2 separate regions of the Aedes aegypti genome follow, and region 2 is linked to region 1. The links are chromatin contacts, called in public Hi-C maps. All regions are on one chromosome and are shown on one strand. The core of a region is the stretch at or near the end of the contact, and the rest is flanking DNA. Distances in the headings are between cores, read along the strand shown. Region 1 holds the start of LOC5572651 (eukaryotic translation initiation factor 4E-binding protein 1). Region 2 has its middle 15 kb from the start of LOC5572652.

The links. Hi-C and Micro-C count contacts between places; a contact is called where the count stands out from the background.
Region 2: a contact with region 1 is called in a Hi-C map of whole pupa, with 2.2 times the contacts expected there. The contact joins the enhancer-like site here to the promoter of LOC5572651 in region 1. A contact is called at or near these places in 2 of 2 Hi-C or Micro-C datasets (whole body and whole pupa).

The regions. Positions count from the first base shown.
Region 1 is chr2:275,203,495-275,208,626 of AaegL5.0, reverse strand. It overlaps LOC5572651 (eukaryotic translation initiation factor 4E-binding protein 1), which reads left to right and starts at 1,867. Exons shown (of 2, transcript XM_001654101.2): 1 at 1,867-2,372. The coding sequence starts at 2,228.
Region 2 is chr2:275,256,881-275,261,865 of AaegL5.0, reverse strand. No RefSeq gene overlaps it. Among protein-coding and RNA genes, the nearest start is that of LOC5572652, 15 kb to the left of the region's middle. Within about 2 kb of position 2,280, at least 3 of the 3 cell types and tissues checked have open chromatin away from gene starts, as enhancers often do.

The DNA of each region.
Region 1 (5,132 bases), core at 618-3,117:
TTTTGCATTAAACTTGAAATGACTCGAAAATGGTTACTTCTAGAGAGGTGATCATTATAATCATTATGGTTGAGTATAATTTCAAGACTCCTAATCTATCATCAAAAATTATTTAGGGTGATTTACAGCTTTAGCGCTATTCGACTATTATCGGCAACCAAATTTCAAACGCCAAATGCACAGTACATTTCTATAAAAGCACACCAATGAAAACATTCAGCAGATTATCTGTTCTGTCAGACTCCCGCTGACGACAATCCTGAGATTGAATAAACAATTTTGCCAGAGATGTCTTCAAATGAACAGGCCTCAAAACGCGACTGATTTGGAGCTGCCGAAGAAATTCACCAGCAGCTTTTATGGGAAAGCTGCCGAAGAAAATGAAGCTGCCAACAATAGTCACACTAACAAGAGATGTTCGAAGCCTTTATAGAAACGTTTCCAGAAAGCTTTTAACGAGTCTGTTGGTGTGAATCGATAGAGGATTGAGCAGCGAATAAATGTAAACAGACAAACACGTAATGTGTCTGCTGATATCCTAAAACATTGTAAAAGAAACGCGGAATCGGCTTAGACTGTCGAGAAAACGTAAGTTCCCCTATATTTAAAAAAATAATCTAAAGTTGTTCTTTAAAAAAACATTTTTATTTAAAAATTCTCCATCATCAAACATCGTTCCGAATATATGTTTCCTATCGATATTTTATGATAAAATAAAAAAAAATATTGAAAATAGAGTTTTTGTGTCTTATTGAATTTAAGCTTTGAGCTTAAATAAATGAAAACCGAACTAAGTACTGTACCATTTAATTCCACAGAAGTTTGTATCCTTTGACAGATACGCGTACAAATATAGCTGGCGTACGAGGGGTCCACCAATTTGAGAAAACTGAAAGGACCACCCATTAGTTTTAGCATATAAATGAAAGACGTGTTAGTGAAAATAAACGTACGCTTTGGCTTTTTTTATTCGGGATCGTATTTTTTTTTTTTTTAATTCATAACTGTTGTACGATTTTCAATGCCCCACACAGTTATGAATCAACACTTCTAGGAATGTGATTGACATTTTTTTTCCAACGGGCGGAAAAAATATGTTCAAATATATTATAATTGATTTTGATGTTGTAAAGATTTATGGTTCGCGTAGGTAAAATGTGTTCTTTGTAATTGCAACTCTATTTCATGAGATATTCTTTATTTAATCCAACTCTGATTCATATCTGTGTGCTATCCATAACCGTAGGGTGACTGTAAAAGTTGGTTTTCATGGCAACCTCGATGGTCCCTTGGATCGCATTTACACTGGTTTTGTGTTCAATAACTCGATACCTCCCTTCTGCCCTGATAACTCGATGGTCCCTTCAATATCCAGTTGTGGAGAGTTGAATGTAGTATGGAACAGTTAAAATTTGCCATGATAAAGGGCTATTTATGTCACAGGAATGATTAATGAATAGGCGCCAAAGAGGCGTGCCTTCGAATGCTGAAGAACCGGTTGAGCGAAGTTGCACCTCTTGAAGGGCATACTAATATGTTATCTCACAACCAAGAGTCCTTAAGGGGCTGTTTGTTTATCTCACCGAACAGCTTAACTTTTTCTTTGAGTTGGCTTGAGTAAGCTATGCAAGGTATGAAGATAAGAACCCAATTATCAAGCCAGAGTTTGGGTGCATACACCCGGGCGGGATTCTGCGACGCAATCCCAATCAGCCGGTCACTTCGCCTCCGCCGCCACCCCGCCCTTGTTCCACCTCCTGGATACTACCCTGCCCTGCGCCCCACGAACCACGACGAAGGCGCAGTTCTCCTCTCGCGATGTGGATGTTGTTGTTTTCGTGCTGCTTTAAATTGCGGCGCGAACCACGCCGAATCTTTAGTCAGTGCCAGCATTTCAAACCGTTGCGACAGCTTACGTTCTTCACGGAAAGAAAGAAAGGAAGCCCATTAGGGAACATTACTACACGTTCTCCACTTCCACCAGTGCTTTCCCCCTTCTGCAACAGGAAGCTGATATTGGTTCGAAACTGCCCCTCGTTACAGTTCAGAGAGAATACTGCCAAGTGCCAATTGAAGAGTTGTTCTGCAGCGAGCAGTCAGTGTGTGCAGGTTCTGATTGAAGAGTGTGTTAAGAGTGCGTATTGCAAGGTGTAGAAAAGAATTATCATACTTAGTACAAAGTTTAGCAAAGTACCTGATAAGCTTAAAGCAAAACAACCACAACATCATGTCAGCATCGCCAATCGCACGCCAAGCCTGCAGCCAAACGCAGGCTATTCCATCCAAGAGAGTTCTCATCCATGACGCCTCCGAACTGCCGGATCTCTACTCGTCGACACCCGGTGGAACTCTGTATTCCACAACTCCAGGAGGTAAGTAACTACCGCTCAAGGAAGGAAGAAGAAATATATGCCTACTATGAAGGTACGCGTTTTCCGGCTTATCGCATTCAAGGCCTGCTGCGTACTAGCGTGTTGGGTAGTGTGTGGCAGAGCTCATGATAGCTGTGCGAATATTGGCAAATGAAGAAGATACGCCCATTCGTCCTTCGAGCGTATCTCAAATGTTAATGCGTAATTTTGCAAATGTGATCGCTTGGTAGGCCTAGCCGTGAAAGTTTTCAAATTAATGCAAATGTTGACGCGAATTAATTATATATAGCGTCGCGTATTTTTGAAAGATTTAAAGTTTTAGTCCCGAAAAACACGTGCTAAGCATCGGAGGAGCATCACACTACCAGCTAGCGAGTGCTATATTTAGCTGACGCAATCGCGCTTTCGCGGCAGCTTTGTCTGTGATGGCACACTAGAATTTTGAAAACACGGCTTTCAACGCCGACAGCGATTCTCCTCCCGACGACCTGATGAAGCGGAAATATTAATCTGCAATTCAATAATCTTCGTTCGCATCGCAGCAAGCGCATACTGGCTCTGGACAAAGACCTTTCTCGCCCAGAGTGCAGAGCACAGCTAGCTAAGATCGAACCAGAAAGAGGACACTCTTAGTCAAATGGCTTCTTTGTTCGGGCTCAGAAATACGATCAACGATCATCGACGAGAAGAGAGTGACTACTAAATATTCATCATCGAGCACCGCCACCGCGCGTCTCATAGTCGTTCGTGACACATGTAGAGGTACCTGCCTACGTACACGAGCGCGCGCCTCTGGAGAACTCGTTATACCTGTTCTGTTTGTCACCTCGAATCTAGGATCGAGAAATAGGGCCAGCTCCAACTTGTTTGCTATGCCCATTAGGGCAGTTCAATTAACAAAAAAGTTAGAAACCCTTATTTTTCATATTTTTCGTACAACCCACAACCAAAATTGTAGGTCCATTTACAGTTACAGTTAACTCTCCCTTACTCGATATTTTGTTTCTCGATTCGAGTTAGAGAAACATAGTAAAAGTTGGTTTTCATAGCTACCGTTTTGATTCATATTACGGACAGCTTCAAATTCCGGACAATCTACTTTGTATGGGAAACATTTCACACGAAATGTTTCAATTTTTGCCGCTCAAAAGTTCTCAATTTCGAGGCTCGTTTTAGTAAACTTTTTCCATAAATATCTTTGAAAATTTATAATGTCCAACTACCTTAGATGTCTCTTTAGTGATTCGACGATTTCAATTGATGATTTGACTGTTCCATTCATGATTATCATGAGCTGCCCGGAATTCGAATCAAAGTGTCCGGAATATGAGGCAAAAGTAAGGAAGCGTCCGGAATAAGAATCATTAAAAGGCCACACATTTTGATTTATTTAAAATTATTCAAGTTGCGGAAGCGTATTCTTTACCCACCATTCGAAAGTTAAGGGCTTTCGACGCTTAATAACGCTAAGGAATCACACAGAATGATTTATTTTGTATGCTCTATGCTGAGTTATATTTCACTGAGGCCTTAAGTGTCCGTAATATGAATCAAAACGGTACTTCGATGGTCCCTTGGATTGCATTAGCAGTTGTTTTGTGTTTCATTAATCGATACCTCCCTAACTCAATGGTCCCTTTAACATCGAGCTATGGAGACTTGACCCTGTGGGGAAATTTATAGAAATGTTCTAAACACGGTAGTATTTTCATATAAGTACAATCTTTTCATCTCTAAGTCTAAATTTGTTCTTCAATTCATAGAGAAGAAAGTTGCTGTAGAAAGTAAAACGATCCGACAGATAGGAGAAGAGTTTTCCATAATTTTGTGTGATACCTTTTAGTTTGTTTTAATATGGGATGTAACTCTGTGAACTTTTACAAAAAAAGCAAACAAAATAATTTCAAAATGAGTTTTTACTATCAGAAACATTATTTATTAAACTCGGAGTTTTAAGGTTTTGTGATGCATTTTAGCATCACCGAGAGTTAAACCGTTGCTGAATTTTTAGAAAAGTGGCTGAAATTTTGACATGCCAATATGTTTCTCATTAAGATTGCAAGGAAGATATGAGAGGTGAGATCTTTAAACTTGTTGTTATTTGAAACATCCTAATGTACATATAGGCATAAACAATTCGCACCGGTATAGATTGCTCCAGGCTCCACTCTAAGCGTATGTTTAGTCCGACAAGCCAGTTGGTGTGTATGAGAAGCATAGAAGGGCTGATAGGGAAGTAGACAGAGCTGATCGCAATCATCCAATCCGACAACGGTTATGTGGTCCAATTGAAGCCTATCGTCGTGGAACTGTTTGTTGATCATAACTATATATGGCTACCAGGAGCGGCAATAGAATCAAATTTCCTGTTGCCGATGATAACCAAGTGGTTCTCTCACAGATCACTGACGATCATCTGGTCGAGTCGAGAACCAAACGAAGTGTTTTGTTTTGCTACTGAATCCACGTGGAAGCCACTAAAGCTGATGTTTAGGTAAACGACCCAGATTGAGCTGATAGTGAAATGATAGGCCTGTGCAATGCGGTGTTTCATAATAGAAATGCATAATAAGAAGTTTGTTTAAAATTATATGTCATTAAAATTTCAACAAATAGTTTGCAGTTTACATTGCAATTCAAAAACAAACTTAGAACTGACGTAATATACGTCATAATTTCATTCAGCTCAAATGTTCTTTAATGCTCCAAGTAAGACAAGTAGTGCAAGGAATTCTTCGATCAATTAACAAAGTTACATTC
Region 2 (4,985 bases), core at 1,031-3,530, 53 kb before region 1:
CCGATTGTTTTTAAAATTGTTAGGCCTTTCAGCAGCGTCAAGAAACCCTTTCAGACTCCGAAACTGATTCACGTGCCATTGGCCATCCCCGTCGCTGACTGTCGAATTTCCACTCTTCGAGTTCTGTCTCCTCTTCCATTGTCAGTATTGTGGCCGGTCCAGTACGAAAGACGGACTGCGATTTCTTCACCAATCTCGAATACAGTATTGGACAAAACATTTGCAACTTTTTCGATTTTCCATACAAAATGACCAACTTTGGTAAGTTATATCTCAGTTATTTATGAACCGATTCGATTGAAATTTTGGCAGAATATCAGACATAACTTGAATTTTAACATATATTTTTGAGTGATTTTTCCTATCACAAGTTCAAAAGCAGTAACGGTTTGAATAAAGTGATTTTTTTTGTAGATTTTTAATAAATTGCATAACTAAAAATATTTAAGGAATAGCTTCATGGTATCTTCAGCAAAGTTGAAGATTTGAACGAGATGAACAAGTATTCTGAAGACAGTTTTTGTGTAGGGCCATCAGATTTTGAGATAAATAGTTTTAAATTTTTCGTCGAAAATTACACTTTAAAAAACCGTTATAACTTATAAACTCGTGATTGAAAAAAATATTCAAAAATATATGTTAAAATTCAAGTTATGTCTGATGTTCTGTGAAAATTTCATTCAAATCGGTCCATAAATAACTGAGATATAACTTACCAAAGTTTGTCATTTTGTATGGAAAATCGAAAAAGTTGCAAATGTTTTGTCCAATACTGTATATCGTCGATTTTGGAATTCCATACTGCTTCACAGCAGCATACAGCGAGAGTTCTTTATTGACTACCTTTGAAACCGCTTACTGGATGTCGGTTTCTCCGTAGACTTGTCGGTACTTTTCTGGACGCTGGAATATGTCAATACATATAATTTTGATGAAATTAAAGCAAGATCAGTATGATTCTCACCATTTTTGATGAAAACCGTTGAATGTTTACTTCTGATGGTGGGTCGAAAACTGAAACACATCGTTTGCTGAAATCATGGCATGCTTTTTCGTCCGGTCGAAATTTGAAACATGGTGTTTCAATTTTCGAACAATTTTAAACGTATAATTAAATGTATTTTTGCTTATGAATGAATATAAATCAGTACAATATGCTTGAATCTAATCTATTTTTATCAATTTTCATTAAATAGGTATTTCTTTGTTCAGTTTTTATACTGATTTGTGTCTTTTACATATGTGATGATTTTTCATCATTGGAAGAAAACAGGACTGATTCAGACACCTAAAAATCAGACTGAATTTAAGATCAAAATTACCAAAATTACGCTATAAAAATGTAATTTTCATTAGATCATTACAAGTATAACAGCAATGACACATTCCAGTGATTTTTGAAGGTTTCAAAATTTCAAATAGTATTTTAAATCACGTTTGTTTTATCAATGGTTCGAAATTTAGCACAGGGTCGAAAATTAGATCCCTTACCCTATTTGACGTTTTAGTGGTGCCGTGTCATTTATGTGACCATGGAAACCAGTGAATTCGGCACAGCTCAAACGTCAAATTAGTGAATTCGTGCATCGGTCCATAGTTTGTTACCTCTATTGTTTGAAACGAAGCAGTAGTGTTTAAATTTAAGGCAAGCTTGAGTCAGTCAGCTGGGGACTGATATGATATTATGATTATAATATTATGAAATTATGATATTATGATATTATGATATTATGATATTATGATATTATGATATTATGATATTATGATATTATGATATTATGATATTATGATATTATGATATTATGATATTATGATATTATGATATTATGATATTATGATATTATTTCAGATTAAACTACTTTTTAGTTTCTAAGATTTGCTCAAATCTGAATGGCATAACTATTGCATTTAAAGAAATGATTAAATAATTGAACTGTTCTATGGTTATTCCTTGTACGACGATATCAGAAACTAAACGCCACCTTTCGAACGAGAAGAATATAAAACTAATCATATTCAAGGTAAACAAATTCAAGTGACTCAATGGATTAATATTCTACGATTATCTATATCGAACGATCAACCGTGTGGCGCTGCCAGCTAGTGATGACGCGACGCTATTTATTGACGGCAGTGTAGATTGTTTACGACAGCCAATTAAAAGTCACTCGTCGAATGCTAAGTGTTGTTTTCCAAACCTCAAACTCACATTCACTCAGGCATTAGTTGAGGTAAGCAACGCGCTGGGTAATCAGGCAAAAGGCTAACTAGTATAGAGTTACTGCCTCTCCTCTCAGCGAATCACGTTACGGGGGCACGTCTCACTTACGTACCAATTCTCAACTACGACATCTCCTGACTTGAAATATATGAATATAGGACTATATGTATAACTCATATATTTATATACTAGTGTTGTTGACGGTAGACGTAATCTCGTATGAATGCATTTTTCCTCTTCCTGTGACTACCGTGAAGATATATGGAATAAAATTAAACTGTTTTTGTTTATCCGATTACTGCAATGCTGACGCTGCTTTAAAGCTTAATGTGTTTACTAAAGGCACAGGATCGCGTGAGAGTTGTTTTGAATTTAAATTCCTTCACGTTTTTGTTGTTTTCATTAAACCACTAAATATCTAGAATACGTCGCCTTGAGGACCTTCATTAGTCTCATAGTAACATCCGCAGCTACAAGGCCATGCTAAAGGTGCCAAGGGTTCGAATTCAGATTGGTCCACGGTCTTCGTATCTGATGAATGCCAAAAAGGAAAAAAAAATGACAAAGAACGCTCTCGACTAATAACCGTGGAACTGATCTTACAGCATGATTAGGAGCTGGCTCTATCCTAGAAGAGACGTAATTACAAAAATAAGAAAACTTTGCAATGGATCATGCTCATATTTTCAAGTTTTACTATTGTTGCTATTTATGCAAAACCTGGTATAGCAAGATCTTAAAACAAAATGACCAGGAAGCCCTACAATCATACTGGTAGGGGAAAATGCCCTAATAAGACCACCGTAAACCAACAGTTATTAGTTTATTAGTTGTTTCAGTACATAAAAGAAAAATGTAGAATCTTTGAGTGATTTGGTATCTATGGTTGAATAAGCTTGGGTTTACAAGGTTCTTGCCGAACTTAGTACTTTACCACTATACCATTTATTTTCACTAGAGTTTGTGTACTTGACACTGACGATGGCGTTACAGTTGAGGTCGAAATACATGTATCTGTGAAATGATATGATCTCTAGTGGAAATAAATAATATAATACTAAATTCGGTTTTCATTTGTTTCTGCAGCTAAGTGCTAATTGAATCATTTTTTACAGCTTCGTCACCAGCTGAGGGGAAGGGTAAGGAGGATTTCAGTCTAGACTTTTGAGACGGTGCTGGTGGCAGTGGGTAGATTGGCGCAATCCCAGTTACTCGTGTTAGCTCACGCGGATTGCAACATCGACGCCGTTGAGTGTGTCGTTTCAAGGTTCCTTCCGTCTTGGAATCTGGTTTTCCTCTCGTCTCTGTGTCGTGCCGAGTTGATATTACGGGGATTCTGAGTTGTTGTTCTATTGGTTAAACTGCTGTGCTTCGATAAGAAAAAAAAACTATTGATCTGGTGAGGTACTGTTGAAAAACAAATTCGAGGAGGGTCTCATGACGTTTCAAGATATTGTTCAAAATTGTTTGTGAATAAATAAAATACATACAATACAAAAATACATGCAGCAGATATAAAAGTTCATGATGGAAATTGAATTTTGAAGAAAGTTTTTATATTGTGGAGAAAAATAATATATCGCAATAATATTTTGTGACATTCATACTTTTATTCATTCAAACGAACGATTTATCTTTACTATTCATTCTCTCTTGTTTACAAATATATTAAAAAAATATCATGGCAAAAATGAGTTTTAAAAAATTAGGATACGAGATGAGCAGTTTGACTGACTCTTTATTATGGAGAAATTCAGCCGAAGGCTGGTTCATCCCCGTGAGCAGTTTGATATCAAAATTTACTTTTTTACTTCACTAATGCTCTAGATAAAGGATAGACTTCGTATTGCAAAATAAGAAGTCTATTTAGGTTATGGACATTAAAATACGATTTATATTTCAACACCGTGCATAGGTCCTCCACAATAGTACGGATACAAAATAACCAATGTTTCCCAAACTTTTTTGACTTTCACCCCCTTGGGGCCGATTTATTTTGAATATAAAATTTATTTTCAACGCTATACTTCGCTGAAGCTTTGACCAATATCGTATCATGACTGCACTGAAAATTTTGCCCAACTCGTGTTACTTAGATCATTTTTTGGCAGGTTTGGGTGCAATGGTGCATTCAAAAGCCGGCAATATGCAATAAAAAAAACATACAATGGTTTATCTTTTTTTTGTTTCTGGTATCTATAATTCTTTCAAATATTTTTCCTTAAATTTATACAATCGAAAATTAAATGATACACTGGTCAATAATGTCTAATAGAAAATGTAATAATATCCAACGAACAGCAGATTTCTCTATGGGGTCTATTTTATTAGTCGAGTCGATCAAAATAACTCGTCTGGAGTCACTGTCGACCAAAAAATTCGCTCGACTCAGCTCTGTTATTCGAGTTTATCGACAGTTGTCACACTATGTGACTGGATTACTATGGCAGTCGACGGATGACATCTGGAATATGCGTGCTTGCTTCGATCGACAGTGACTACAGATGAGTCACATGAATTTGCTCGATTTACAAAATAGACCCCTATATTGAGACCTTCGATACAATTATGACAGGCTTTCTATGTTTTGTTGTTATTTTTAAAAAATATTGGAATAAGTTTTAAAAATGCTGGTAAATCTTTCATAGCTTTGTAAATGCTTAAAAATGTATGTGACAATCGTGTTTTGCAACTTTTATTTCACGGCAGCATAACTTGAAAAAGGTACTTTTTCTTTTCTGAATTACACCGATAATTATTTACG